2 separate regions of the Rattus norvegicus genome follow, and region 1 is linked to region 2. The links are chromatin contacts, called in public Hi-C maps. All regions are on one chromosome and are shown on one strand. Each heading gives the region's core, a stretch centred on a gene start, on an enhancer-like site or on the middle of the called end of the contact. The rest is flanking DNA. Distances are from core to core; before and after follow the strand shown. Region 1 overlaps Rnf128 (ring finger protein 128). Region 2 holds the start of Rnf128 (ring finger protein 128).

Region 1 (6,256 bases), core at 759-3,258, 38 kb after region 2:
TGATTGCAATTGCCAATTTATTGAATCTGTCCTTCACCACATAGAGTTAACACCGCATGTGTTTAGGAACATCCATTTTAAGAACTGCTCTCCTAGCAGATTTCAAGTAAACGACTTTGAATAGCAGAATTCCATAATTTTCTTCTCTTTGTAAAAAAGTTAATCTCATCGAAGCAGTGAGCAAGACAGCAGCTTCCAGGGTTGTGAGAAAGGGGAAATGTTAGCTAGAGACTAGAGTTGATTTAGACGTGCAAATTTACAGTCACACCACGATTTCTAAAGGTGCTGCTTTTATTTGTTGGAAAAGGCTACAGTCTTAGTTATAACATATCCATTGGCCAATTTTCCTTTCTTCACAATTCTTCCTTCCATATATTGCTAATAGTGGCCATCTTTGTGGTAATGATCTGTATTCTTCTTTATCTCTGTCTCCAGAGCTTTTAGATATATGAGAACTCCTTTAATCATGTGTTTCTCCTTCCTCGTAAGGAACACTTCCCCCCCCTCCCCCCCCCCCCGGAGCTGAGGACCGAACCCAGGGCCTTGCGCTTGGTAGGTAAGCGCTCTACCACTGAGCTAAATCCCCAACCCAAGGAACACTTTTTAAAAGTTGCTTCTTAATTTTTTTTTTTTTGGTTCTTTTTTTCGGAGCTGGGGACCGAACCCAGGGCCTTGTGCTTAATTTTTTAATTAAAGAAAACTTTTATATTGTAGGAACTCTTTTATCCATATTGTAGGAGCTCTCTTTATTAATCCATGGGTTTTCTTTGAACTTTCATTTTCAGTGTCTTTCATTTTTCACACCAAAACTGCCACATAGTACAGACGCTGCATTGGCTCACAGATAGGTATCATGGGGAAAGAATCCCTTTCCTCTATATTTTCGAACAAATTTAAACATTGTTTTTATAAACTCAGAGCCAAGCTTACGATTTTTCTTCATTCTTGGACAATGTCCTATATTTTTAGCTTTTTTTTTTTTTTGGTTCTTTTTTTTTCGGAGCTGGGGACCGAACCCAGGGCCTTGGGCTTCCTAGGTAAGCGCTCTACCACTGAGCTAAATCCCCAGCCCCTATTTTTAGCTTTTAATGAAGTGTTTGTTTTCTAAAAGGCAATGACTCATATACAGAAAAAAATGTAGTTTCTTTGTGTTATCCCCTTTTTTTGTGTGTGTACTTTAGCCCCATTAAGTAATTAGTGTAACTCTCTAAGTTGTTTGTGTATAGTTCAGTTACACTGAATGTTAAATACCCTGTGGCCAATCCCAGGCAGGTAAATCAGCAGGCTGTCATATGTTTTACGTAATGTGCTATGAATATACAGATGAACTACTAGGACAGCTTGTGTTCACCACAACTTTAAAATTGAAAATTATAATAAATAATGATAATTACTCTAACTTTATTTCCAGCTCCCTCCTCCCAGGCACCTCGGAAATTCTTAGAATCAAAAACAGCAACAATAACCTGAAACTGTGTTGCTGATAGCTTCAATTGCTGCTACTGTCAAAGCTTTTGTTTGCTTGGAGGAGTGGCATTAAGCTTCTGTTAAGAAAATTGGCACGCGTGCTCGTGTGTACACACACACACACACACACAGACACAGACACAGACACAGACACACAGAGAGAGAGAGACAGAGACAGAGAGACAGAGACAGACAGAGAGACAGACAGAGAGACAGAGACAGACTTCAGTTCTCAACTTGATGGTCAAATATTCTTAAGCCAGATATGATTTAACACTGAGGAGGAGAAGTTGTTAGTATAATATATCTATTTAAAATGTTTCTCAAATCACAATGTATAGCCAATTTAGAGACGATTTTAAGACTGAGTAATAGCTGACTTTAAGTGTTACCTCCCTGGTTTTGTTTTGTTTTTTTCCTTTATCTTCTTCATAAGGAAGGCGAAGCCTTTTAAAGGTTTCTTCCCTAGCACACAGTGGAGGCAGTGTACTGCTGTGGAGAGATACAAGCAGGATGGAACTGGATTGGCTCTGCACCTAGCCACCTGCCTGGACTTTAGTCAAGCTTCAGAACCCACTTGACTATAAAACGTGGATATTAAAATACCTATTTCCCATGTTAGTTAATGTTTAGACGTGATGACACAGGTAAAAAGCTTAGGGATGAACCTGATACATAGTTGGGGCCCAGTAAATGTTTTTTGTTTTTTGTTTTTTTAAAAATCACTTTCCCCAGATGTACTGGAAAAGGGGCTTTTACTAAGTAAAATTGAGAAATGTCTTATTTGACAAACCATGGAAGTGTTTATATTTTTAAATTAAATATTCTCAGAGCAGTGAGTAGCCAGTATGAGAATTTTTAAAAACAATTAAGCCCCAGTCCTCAAGGTACTAGCAGTTTAGAGGGAGAAAGGTAAAGAAATAACACACTTATAGAACCTAGAGTTCTCTTTTCAACCTATTTTTATCAATTCTTTGGGAATTTCATACAACATATTTTAACAATATTCATCCTACAAGCCTCTCCTTAACTGCATCCCTACCTACTGTCTCTTTTTTCAGCCCACTGACTCCAGTTTGTGCTGTGTGTGTATAATGTATATACTATACTATATATAATGTATAATACAATATAGTACAATGTATATATTACAGTATATACATAATATATACATACATACATACACACACACATACATACATACATACATATCATGGGTATAAAAGCCACTAGAGCAACAATTCTCAACCTGTGAGTTGAGATTGCTTAAGAAAATTGAAAAACATATTTACATTAATTCATAACAGTAGCAAAGTTATGGTTTTGAAGTAGCACCAAAAATAATTTTATGGTTGGGGGTCACCATAACATGAGGGACTACTTATTGGGCCCAGCATTAGGAAGGTTGAGAACCACTGCAATAGAGCATGGGTCATCTATGAGGAGCCACACCAAAAAAAAAAAAAAAACTGACTCTCCCTCCCCCATCAACTATAAATATTGAACTAGGCATGGGGGCTTTCTTTCAGGCCTTCCTCCATGCAGGAATGTTGACTAGTTTGATCTTGCGCAGTCAGTCACAGTTGCTATGAGTTCATGACGTCAGTGGCTATCTCATGCCTAGAAGACATTTTGTGCTGGCCATCCCTGACCTTTTGCTTTTATACTCTTCGAACAGTATCCTTTGAGAGAGGTCACTGAGCTTTGATGGGTGTGATACAGATGTCCCATTTGTGGCTGAGCACTCCACTGACATTTATTTTTTTGCATTTTGATCAGTTGTGAGTTTCTGCATTCACCATTGTCCACTACACAAAGAAATGTCTTTAGTGAGGTCTGAGAGCTACACAAAGTATTCATTTTTGTTAAATAAATTACAAAATGCCATTTGAACCTACATATTATCTTTAAATGTTGTAGGTCTTTAGAGATCTTCTATAATCAAGTTTCTTTTTTATTAATTATTTTATGTATTTATATTTCAAATGTCTCCCCTTCCCAGTTCCCCCTCCTCGAGCCCCCCACCCCCTCCCGTTCTCCTTTGCTTCTAAGAGGGTACTCTCCCACCCCCACCCACTCCCACCTTACCCCTCTAGCATCCCCCTTCTCTGAGGCGAGTTTCTTATTTAATAATTTGGCATTTAAAATTAGGTTGTATGTGAGGGTGGTGTGTGTGTGTCTGTGTGTGCGTGCGTGTGTGTGTGTGTGTGTGTGTGTGTGTGTGTGTGCACGCACGCATTTTACCCCTATCACCTATTTTTAGCTTGGTATTAATACCAGCTCCCTTTTTCCTTGAGAATAGACTCACATATGGCATACATGGCACATTTGCCTTTGAGCCCAAACCTCAGATTAATTTGTATTACATTCATATCTGCAATGAAGGAAAAATGTGTGGCATTCATTACTAGTAAACATATAAACATTATCATTGGAGACTCAAGGATTAATAATATATTGAATTGAACATTTAGGGATGAAAAAAATCAGAAAGTGCAGGCTTGAGAGCATGTGGAGGTCTATCAGGGAGTACAGCTAGTCATATACCCTTGATAAAAACAGTGCTCTGCCTCTATAGGGGAAGGTTGTCCTCTTCAACGAAGCATGAAGCTCTGGGTGAGATACACATGAATGGTAAGGTTGAAAGGGGACACCGACCTAGCCAGCCAAATTAGCTGAGTCAACCTTGGTGATGAGTAGACTGACAGACGTTGCAGCCAGATCACCCTCCCTCATCTCAGTGTGTATATATGCTTAATCAAATAAACATGCTAGCGAAATAGTACTTCCCAAAGAGTACATTTCTCCCCTTGGCTATAGAACTTGATGCTCAAACCTCAATGAGCAATGCTTTAAAGACCCATAACAAAGATATATTTCTGGGTCTATTATATGCCTTCCTGTCACTGGCTCTGTTTCCCTTTATATTGCATTTTTCTCAACGTCTTAGTAGCTCCTGATCTATGTGATAAGAAAGTACTGAGGCTTAGAAATCTGAGCCATAGCCCGGCCTGTGGGTCCTGGTTGTTGACCTAGTGAAGGGATCATAGCTTTAACAGCATGTAGGCTGAAGAAACTAGAGAACTGTCAGAAAACAGCTGAATTGTAGATGGCTTTATTGAACTAGACTCTAGGAATATAAAGATCAAGCTCTCTTAATATCCTAGCCTTTACTTGGGCTTTCATTCACAGCAGCATTAGTTATTCTTACTTATCTATATTCGCTGGTCAAGGAGCAATCTGAGTGAGATTTTTGCTGTTCCTATGATAGAAGAAAAGGAGTCTGGCTAGTCATTTTGTTAGTCTTCCATCAAATACTTCTAGTATGGATAATTGTCTGGAATATTCACAGCTATTTTACTTGTATCCAGTGGTACTCCTTTACAAGGCCTACTTTATATTTCCACTTAGTAAATGTTTTAGTGAGTATCTATGCTATGTTAGGCACTATGAAAGGTACTTGATTTACATCATATCTAATTTCCATGAAACTATGTGTGAGCTAGAAACCTTACTGGGGAACAGACCCTGCATAGAAGGGGGAGAGGTAGGAAAGTTCTTTTCATTCTCATAATGAAATCTGATTCTCAACGTCCATTGTTTGACGAATTTCTTTACATTTATTCATTTTGCAACAAATAAGGTTGTAACGCAAAATAGGATTGTGTATCATCTGTCTTGCTGCAATACTCTTGAGTCCATATGACATCTACCTTGACGCCTAAGCTACCTTGACCAGTTTGCACAATATACCTGAGACGTTCTTAAATAAAATATAGATGTTTATTTCTGGAAAAAGAAAGGATGTATTTGCAACATGACACCAAATTAAGACCAAATATCTTATTGTTTTTCCTGTAGCCAATTCAAACTGCATAAAAGCAAGATAGTCTGCCAATGATTCCATTCTTTGTAATCTTTTCTTACCTTGTAGGGTCATCTGCTTCGTTATCTGACTTCTGACTCAATTATGCAGAATATTTCAGTCTTTATCCCACTCCCAATATGAGCTTTGCTTTGACATTGAATATCCAGACTTGTCTTAGATATGTGCTCAGTGAAACAATTTGGAATCCATCTTCCTTTCTAGACAAAATTGGTTATAAGCAGCAGGTTTTTCTAATATTAAATATGTAAGGGTTATTTCCCTCATTTCATAGAAAAGTAAGTAAGCTCAATACTTCGGTGACTCCTTAGTGTTATCCTTTAGTCAATGAAAAAAAAACCAGATTTTTAATCCAGGTTCATTTGAATTCAAATCCTGTGCACTTTTGTTCAAACAAGACCCTTTTCAGAAAAGAAATTGGAGAAGGTATACTTTAAGGTCCTCTGAGCTTGAAAATAGGAAAATTGCTTCAAAAATTCATAGCGTCTGAATCCATTTGGAAGAGAAGCATACTGTTTTTACCATTATGGTCCCAGGGATGCTGTTTTTAAAAGTAAAGAAACACAGTAAGTTTCAGTAATTTGGGGATTTAAGGTCCATTGAAAAACTAATGTCTGCTACTATAAATCTGGCCAAGAACCCAGGGGGTGGAGCTATTACTAGTATTTTGCTAAATTGACATAGTATCAAACTGTCTTCATCATGCTATTTTCAGTCCTCATCAAAGGAGTGTCTTTGTGCAGTGCACAAGAGTTACCACTGAAACTCACAACTGATCAAGTATAGAGAACAAAGTGTCTCTGGTATACTCAGACATAAATGGGACATCTGTAGCACAGAGCCTAACCCCAAGGCACAGGGAATATCTTAGAAGAGGGATTAAAAAATTGTAAGGGCCAAACA
Region 2 (6,518 bases), core at 947-3,446:
TCTTGAACTTCTAGGTCAGGTCCCCATGTCTTCTCTTATGTTGCTCTTTGCCTATAAAGACTAATCCTCTTTAGCTCAGCACAGGGAACTCTTCTCTGTTGTCCACTACCTGCCTGTGCTGTATAACTTCCTTTGGAGAGACAGTACCATATGCATACACTAGTCAGTAATGCAGTGATCACTTCTTATCCTTTGAAGTGAATTCTTGAGCTTTTAGAAAGCATAGTTGATATTTTATTTGACTTACATTTAGTTCATGGTATACAGGACATGTGAGGAAATATGTAAGAAATAATAAATGGAGGAAATGAAATAAACATCTCTCTATACTTATTTTGGTAGACATCTTATAAAATACCCCCTTTCTTTTGATCACATTCTCTTCAAAGAACAATACAGTTGATTTTCATTCAACTAATATTGTTTAATTGTGCTTTGATTGTTCTCCATGAACAAACTCAGATGATTTCTGGTATTATACTAATCTACTACATGGCTGATACTACTCTGGCTTTTTTTAGGGGGTAGTATTTTAAATCTTAAAGGTTAAATTCATTGACATTGGGGGCTGGATATTCTTCCACTGATCCCATACCTACCCCCAAGTGGCTCCTAAAGTTGCTTTTAACACTCAAGGTTCATGTTTCACAGAATATCCACTTGTATTTTAGCTGGTGTTTGATAGATGGTGTTAATTTTCCTCTAGGTTTTTCTGGGGTCTTAAGAGTATCAAGAATAGAATAAACATACGCTTAATCTTGGGAAATACTATTAAGTAAATGCTGGGCCAAGGATTTAGAGAAGAGAGTGATTGGGAATGTTGTGCTGGAAATTAGCCTGAACCAAAAAAGTAGCTAAGACCGAATTCATAAACAGCATGGTCTCTGGTTATTACTGCAAGGTAACAACATTGATATTGTAGGACTCCTGTGCCCCTGAACTTGTAGAGTAACAATATTTAACATAATTTTCATACTCAGCTAAGCAGGATCCTGAGTGTTTTATAGGAAAACTTTTAACCGTCTGTCTGACCAACTCCATGGCGTTCAATGTTATCATTCCCATTTTACAATTTATAAACAAATCAAGGCACAGAGGAATAAATTCTAAAGGTTAAAAACTGTTCAGAAGTTGGGCCTGGTAGCACATGTCTTTAACTGTAATCTCAACTAAGCAAGAGGATTGCCCTAATGTATGCATATGGTACTAATTTACATAGTTGGCTCCAGGCTGGTCAGGACTACATAAGAAAACCCTGTCTAAAAAATCAAAATCATAAATAAATTCTGAACTGGCTGTCACCTGGTATATTAATTCAGTTTAGTTACATGCACAATTTTGAAAATCCAGTAAATGTGGTCGTTGACAGTATTGACGGAAATGTATGCTGAACTATAACTAACAGTGACATGTGTGAATTGTCCAGGTGGGCCGGGCTAATTCTAGTTGGTTCAAGAGAAGAAAGGTAATTAAGATCATGAATCTTGCTGGAATATCACTTAGGTCAAACCTAATTTGTGGAAGGTGAAAAAAAGAGGGGCTTGGCTTTGAGGTGTATGGAGCTGTTAATTCTTTTGTGGTTATCAAGATTGCTTGCAAGAGGCATCTGGTGCAGTGTGCTAGCCTCGGGTAATTGTAGGAAAGACACTCTGACACGTATAGCACACTCTGAGATCAGGGAAGAGAAACGTGCTGTTTGGGGCCGCTACGAAATTAATTAAATAAAGGGAGTAATGAGGACGTGCTTTGCTTGTCCTTCCCGGAGGGGGGGGGGGGGGGAACAGGAAGCATCTAACCCTAGCACTAAGGACCTACTTAGAACTCACACCCTTTGGACCTGCAGCTTTTCAGAAGTACTTTCCCAGTCTCCTGACACAAAGCCCAAACTCCCCTTCAGGCAAAGGAGAGGGAATGTGTGCCTTTCAAAACCTAAACCAATCGGACGAGGAACTGAAAGCTTGTAAACTGGCGCATTCCCCACCTTCTCTGGCCAAGTATTCTTCCTAAAAAGGACAGGACACACCTGGCTGGCCAGAGAGTCTCTTAAGTAAGGTTTTCCCACCCTGTGACCCTTTTAAGAGGCGGATCCCGCAGTGTCCTTTCCTCTCCTGTTCGCTCTCTCGCTGGCTCACTCTCCCAGCCACCTCTACCCCCAGCCGGCTGGGCGGAGCTTCGCGCGAGCGTCCCAGAGCCCGACGAGGCCGCGGCAGTCGCGAGCGAGCATCCCTAGTGCTTGCTTGCCGGAGCTGCGTCTGCAGTAGCCTGGCCGCTGACGCTGCGTGCCGGTCGGCAGGGCAGCCTGCGACCTCTCTGGCCCCGCGCCGGCTGCTAGCCGCCTGCTCCCCACCTGGTTCGCACCTAGTCCTGGCCCGGGTCTCGCGCCGAGTGCACGCCATGGGGCCGCCTCCCGGGATCGGGGTCTACTGCCGCGGCGGCTGCGGAGCTGCCCGGCTGCTGGCTTGGTGCTTCCTTCTAGCTCTGAGTCCGCACGCGCCCGGTTCCCGGGGAGCCGAAGCTGTGTGGACCGCGTACCTCAACGTGTCCTGGCGGGTTCCGCACCCCGGAGTGAACCGCACGGTGTGGGAGCTGAGCGAGGAGGGCGTGTACGGCCAGGACTCGCCGCTGGAGCCCGTCTCCGGGGTCCTGGTACCGCCCGACGGGCCCGGGGCGCTCAACGCCTGTAACCCGCACACCAATTTCACGGTGCCCACTGTTTGGGGGAGCACGGTGCAAGTATCTTGGTTGGCCCTCATCCAACGCGGCGGAGGCTGCACCTTCGCGGACAAGATCCATCTGGCTTATGAGAGAGGGGCTTCTGGAGCCGTCATCTTTAACTTCCCCGGGACCCGCAATGAGGTCATTCCCATGTCTCACCCGGGTGAGTGCAGCTACTAATTTACAGCTCTTCAAACCTCTACAGTGACCAGCTTCCCTGGTTTCCCTCCCCGCTTGCCTTTCCCTATCCCCTTGTTTGGAAAGAAGACGGGTGCCCCTTTTTGCCCCCACTAAGTAGAGCAGGGTCCTCCGGAGAGTCGCCAGGTGTGGGGGTTGGGTGCAAAAGAATTCTTCAGAATTTAATTTGTCTCTGGTGGAAAAGGGTAAGACCAACGGGGGGGAGGGGGTCACAGAGGCTGGTACAGTAGGGGGGCTTTTGCTTCTTTTCCTGATGTTTCACAAGGGTGCTTTCCTAGGATTATGGGTGTGGGAGGGTGGACATTGGCTTTTAAACTATGAGAGCGAACATTGCCTGGGAATCGCTTTGCAGTATAAAAACGGATTTTTCTCCTCTCTGGGTTTCTCTTCACATTTCCTATGAATCAAGTACAAGATTATGTTACAGTACTCAGTTAACCTCATTGTGATTTTTGTGGAAACTTTAGCTTAGGAGTTCTCTGCCCAGTGGTCTTGGATCCCAAGTAGTTCTTGTTATCAGTGCTTTTGTTTGCCTCTTGACAAACCTGATTTAGCTTCTTGAGTTCCAAAGCAGGTGATTAATGTTACTGAAAAAAAAATAAAAATAAAGGCCCAGACTTCGAAAAAAGTCTTGCAGGTACTTCAGAAATGTGTGGACATGGTAGGGTGACTATTTTACTCCCTTCATTGCCCTTCCAGAAACCTGTTTTTTGTGGTTTGTGATCTTAGGGCCTGAAGGACAAAGTGGGGAAAAAAAACAGGAGAGAGAAGGGAAGAGACTAATAACACTGTTTCATGACTGTTAAGAGCTGGGCCTAAAGTCAGACCTTGATTCAAATTTCTGCTCCTGGTGCTTACTAGTCCTGTGACCTTGGGCAACTTATCTGAACTCTGAGTCTTGGTACTCTCATCAGTCAAATGAGTCCGGGATAATAAGAAACCCATTATCCACAGGTTTGCCTCTAGGGTAAAATGAAATCAAACCTTCAGGAGTCTAGGGCAGTGTAACTAAAGGTTAGCAGATATAGAGACTCCTTTAGGAGTCTCTGAAGGAAGGAATTTAGTTATTCAACTGCATGAGAATGTATGTTCTTTTGCTTGCAGTAGTACCACTGGCCCTGCCTGGAGAGCTCTTGCCTTGAGTGAGGGGTTTCGTGGCATAATAGAGAGAGCACTGAACCAGAACCCCAGAGATTGGAGTTCCTCTGAGCCCCCTTGCTTTGCTCAGCTTTGTGACGACCTTGTACAAGTTACACATCAAATGGTAGTGTAGGCATCGAGGGGTGGGCATCGAGTTGGCAGAGCATGCACAGATATAGCCGAGATAAGAGAATACTATGGGCAGGATCAGCTCTAAAATGCTACAGTTCTTAGATTGAGTATATTGATTAAGGGAACAAACTATCTTTCCTGGATGATAATACATTGATTAGAATGCAATTGCGTTTTAAAGGCTACTCAAGTTGAATAACGAGGGTTAGGAAAATTTAAAGTCTTTATTTGGCTATCTGATTTTACAAGGATTTGACTTAGTCTTCTCCAAATGAGATTCATTTGCATGAATGATTCCCAGTTGAATAATAGGTTTTCTTTAGAGAATGACAGGTTAAACTACTGGACTTGTGTTAAGGATATTTATCTGGTAGTTTTAAGAGACAAAATTAACTCTCGGTGAGCTCCTACTATGTGCTAGGCTTTTAATATACCCATCATTATTTATTAACAGGCACTACGGTGTAGTAGGAAAAACAGACATTGAAGTCAAGATTGACCATCCAGTTCTGGATTTAACACGCAATACCTTCGTGACCTTGGGCAGGTTATTTAACCTTATTGAGTCTTGGCTTCCCGATTTGTAAATGAAGGTGATATTTATGTTGCGATGGTTACTAAAAATAACATATAAGCCAGGTAGCTGACGATGAACACCCATAAATGCTAATTGCGTAATAGATTAATGTGCATAAGAGGAAGTGAAAAGTGAATGTACAAATGTATGGTTTTCCAGTTACCAATTTGAAGACATGGATGTCCTGAAAATGTAATTAGGTCTGTTGCATTTCAGGATCTCATAAAGGAATAAAGAAAGTCACAAGTGCACTGAAAGATACTTGGATACTTTGGAAGCTTTTTATTACCCAAATTGATGGCACAAACCATACTGCCGTTATGTGAACCACCCCAAAAGCTAACAGATTATTTTTGAGGCATAAAATGACAATGCTCTCTAGAACTCCTAGAGAAACTACTTTTCAGCATAGCGAGAAACCACTTTACTCACATTTGCCATTGAGTATTTGGAAAGTGTTGGGCTATTTGCATTTTTCTCTCCTGAGAATAAATCCAGGGCTTCCTTTTAAATATCTGGTTAAATAAAATGTCTTGGATCATAGTAGTAGGGAAGCAGGATGGAGGTTTAAGTTTTAATTCATTATGGATTGAATGGGACCACCAAATGTGAAAAGCCATTGCTGCCTTCTTTGTTTACACAGTCGTCACGGACTCTTGCAGGGGTGACACATGAATCATTTGAACAGGAGAATACCTATGCTGTCCCCTACCATGGGGTAAAATCTTTAATACCCATTGTTTCAAGTGATTGAAATAAGTGGTTTTAAACCATTGCTTTCAGGTTTTTGTTTTTGTTTACTTGTTTTGGAGGCAAGATCTTATTGGATAGCTCAGAGAGGCGTCCAACTCACTCTGTAATCCAGTGACTTCAGGCTGGCCTTGGAAACTCATAATCCTACTACTTCAGCTACAAAAGGGCTGAGAGGACAGGCCATCATGCTTAGCAGAACATTTATTTATTTATTTATTTATTTATTCATTCATTCATTCCATTTAGGAGAAATTTTATAACATTGAGCAATCATTTAGGAAAATGAAGCTACATTTTAATGGATGAAAAGATGTTCTAGTCTCTGGCCATGGTGTTGTATGCCTTTAGTCTCAAACAGAAGCAGGTGGATCTGTTATCTCTGAGTTCAGAGTCAGTGAGGGCTACACAGAGAAACCCTGTCTCAAAAAATAAAAATCACACAAATACAAAAATTGTAGTCTACTATCAACTTGTGAAAATTATGTCTGTATTTTACTTTGATTGCCAACTATTCAGAAAAGCCAGCTTCACTAAAATAAGGCATTACAAAGGATACATATGAACTAATAGCTCTCTGTGGAATGCCTGAACACACACACACACACACACACACACACACACACACTGGTTTCAACTAAACTGATCCAGAAACTGACAAGAAAATTGCGAGAGCAAATTTGATAGCAAAGTTTAACTATTCAGAATCACTTCAAATAGAAAATCAGATGAGAAGCAGAATTTAGAGTAAGCACTGCAGCCATCTAAAATGTCGATTTTCATAATGAAGTATGTTAAGAATGCTTTCTCAATTACACAACTTAAACTGTTCTTTCTCGGATCAAGCAGATGGGCCGAAGTCATGCCTGCTGTCTAATTGAGCACAGCCTACGGGTTGAAATGATCTGTGTACTTGCTGGTACAATTTTCCTTGCGTCAATAGGGGTAAGCATGAATTTATTGAAGGACCCATGCAGAGCTACAGCAGTCATCATCTATGACACAC

Evidence for each region. A called contact is a pair of places that touch in the nucleus more often than the background predicts.
Region 1: a Hi-C map of kidney shows a contact between it and region 2, with 2.4 times the contacts expected there. The contact joins the enhancer-like site here to the promoter of Rnf128 in region 2. A contact is called at or near these places in 2 of 12 Hi-C or Micro-C datasets (kidney and liver).

The regions. Positions count from the first base shown.
Region 1 is chrX:108,064,208-108,070,463 of GRCr8, forward strand. All of the region lies in intron 2 of Rnf128 (ring finger protein 128), which reads left to right. Among named protein-coding and RNA genes, the nearest start is that of Rnf128, 39 kb to the left of the region's middle. Within about 2 kb of position 2,009, at least 1 of the 93 cell types and tissues checked has an H3K27ac peak or open chromatin away from gene starts, as enhancers often do. A contact at or near this core is called in kidney, where this site is marked.
Region 2 is chrX:108,026,192-108,032,709 of GRCr8, forward strand. It overlaps Rnf128 (ring finger protein 128), which reads left to right and starts at 2,197. Exons shown (of 7, transcript NM_001173349.1): 1 at 2,197-2,878. The coding sequence starts at 2,395.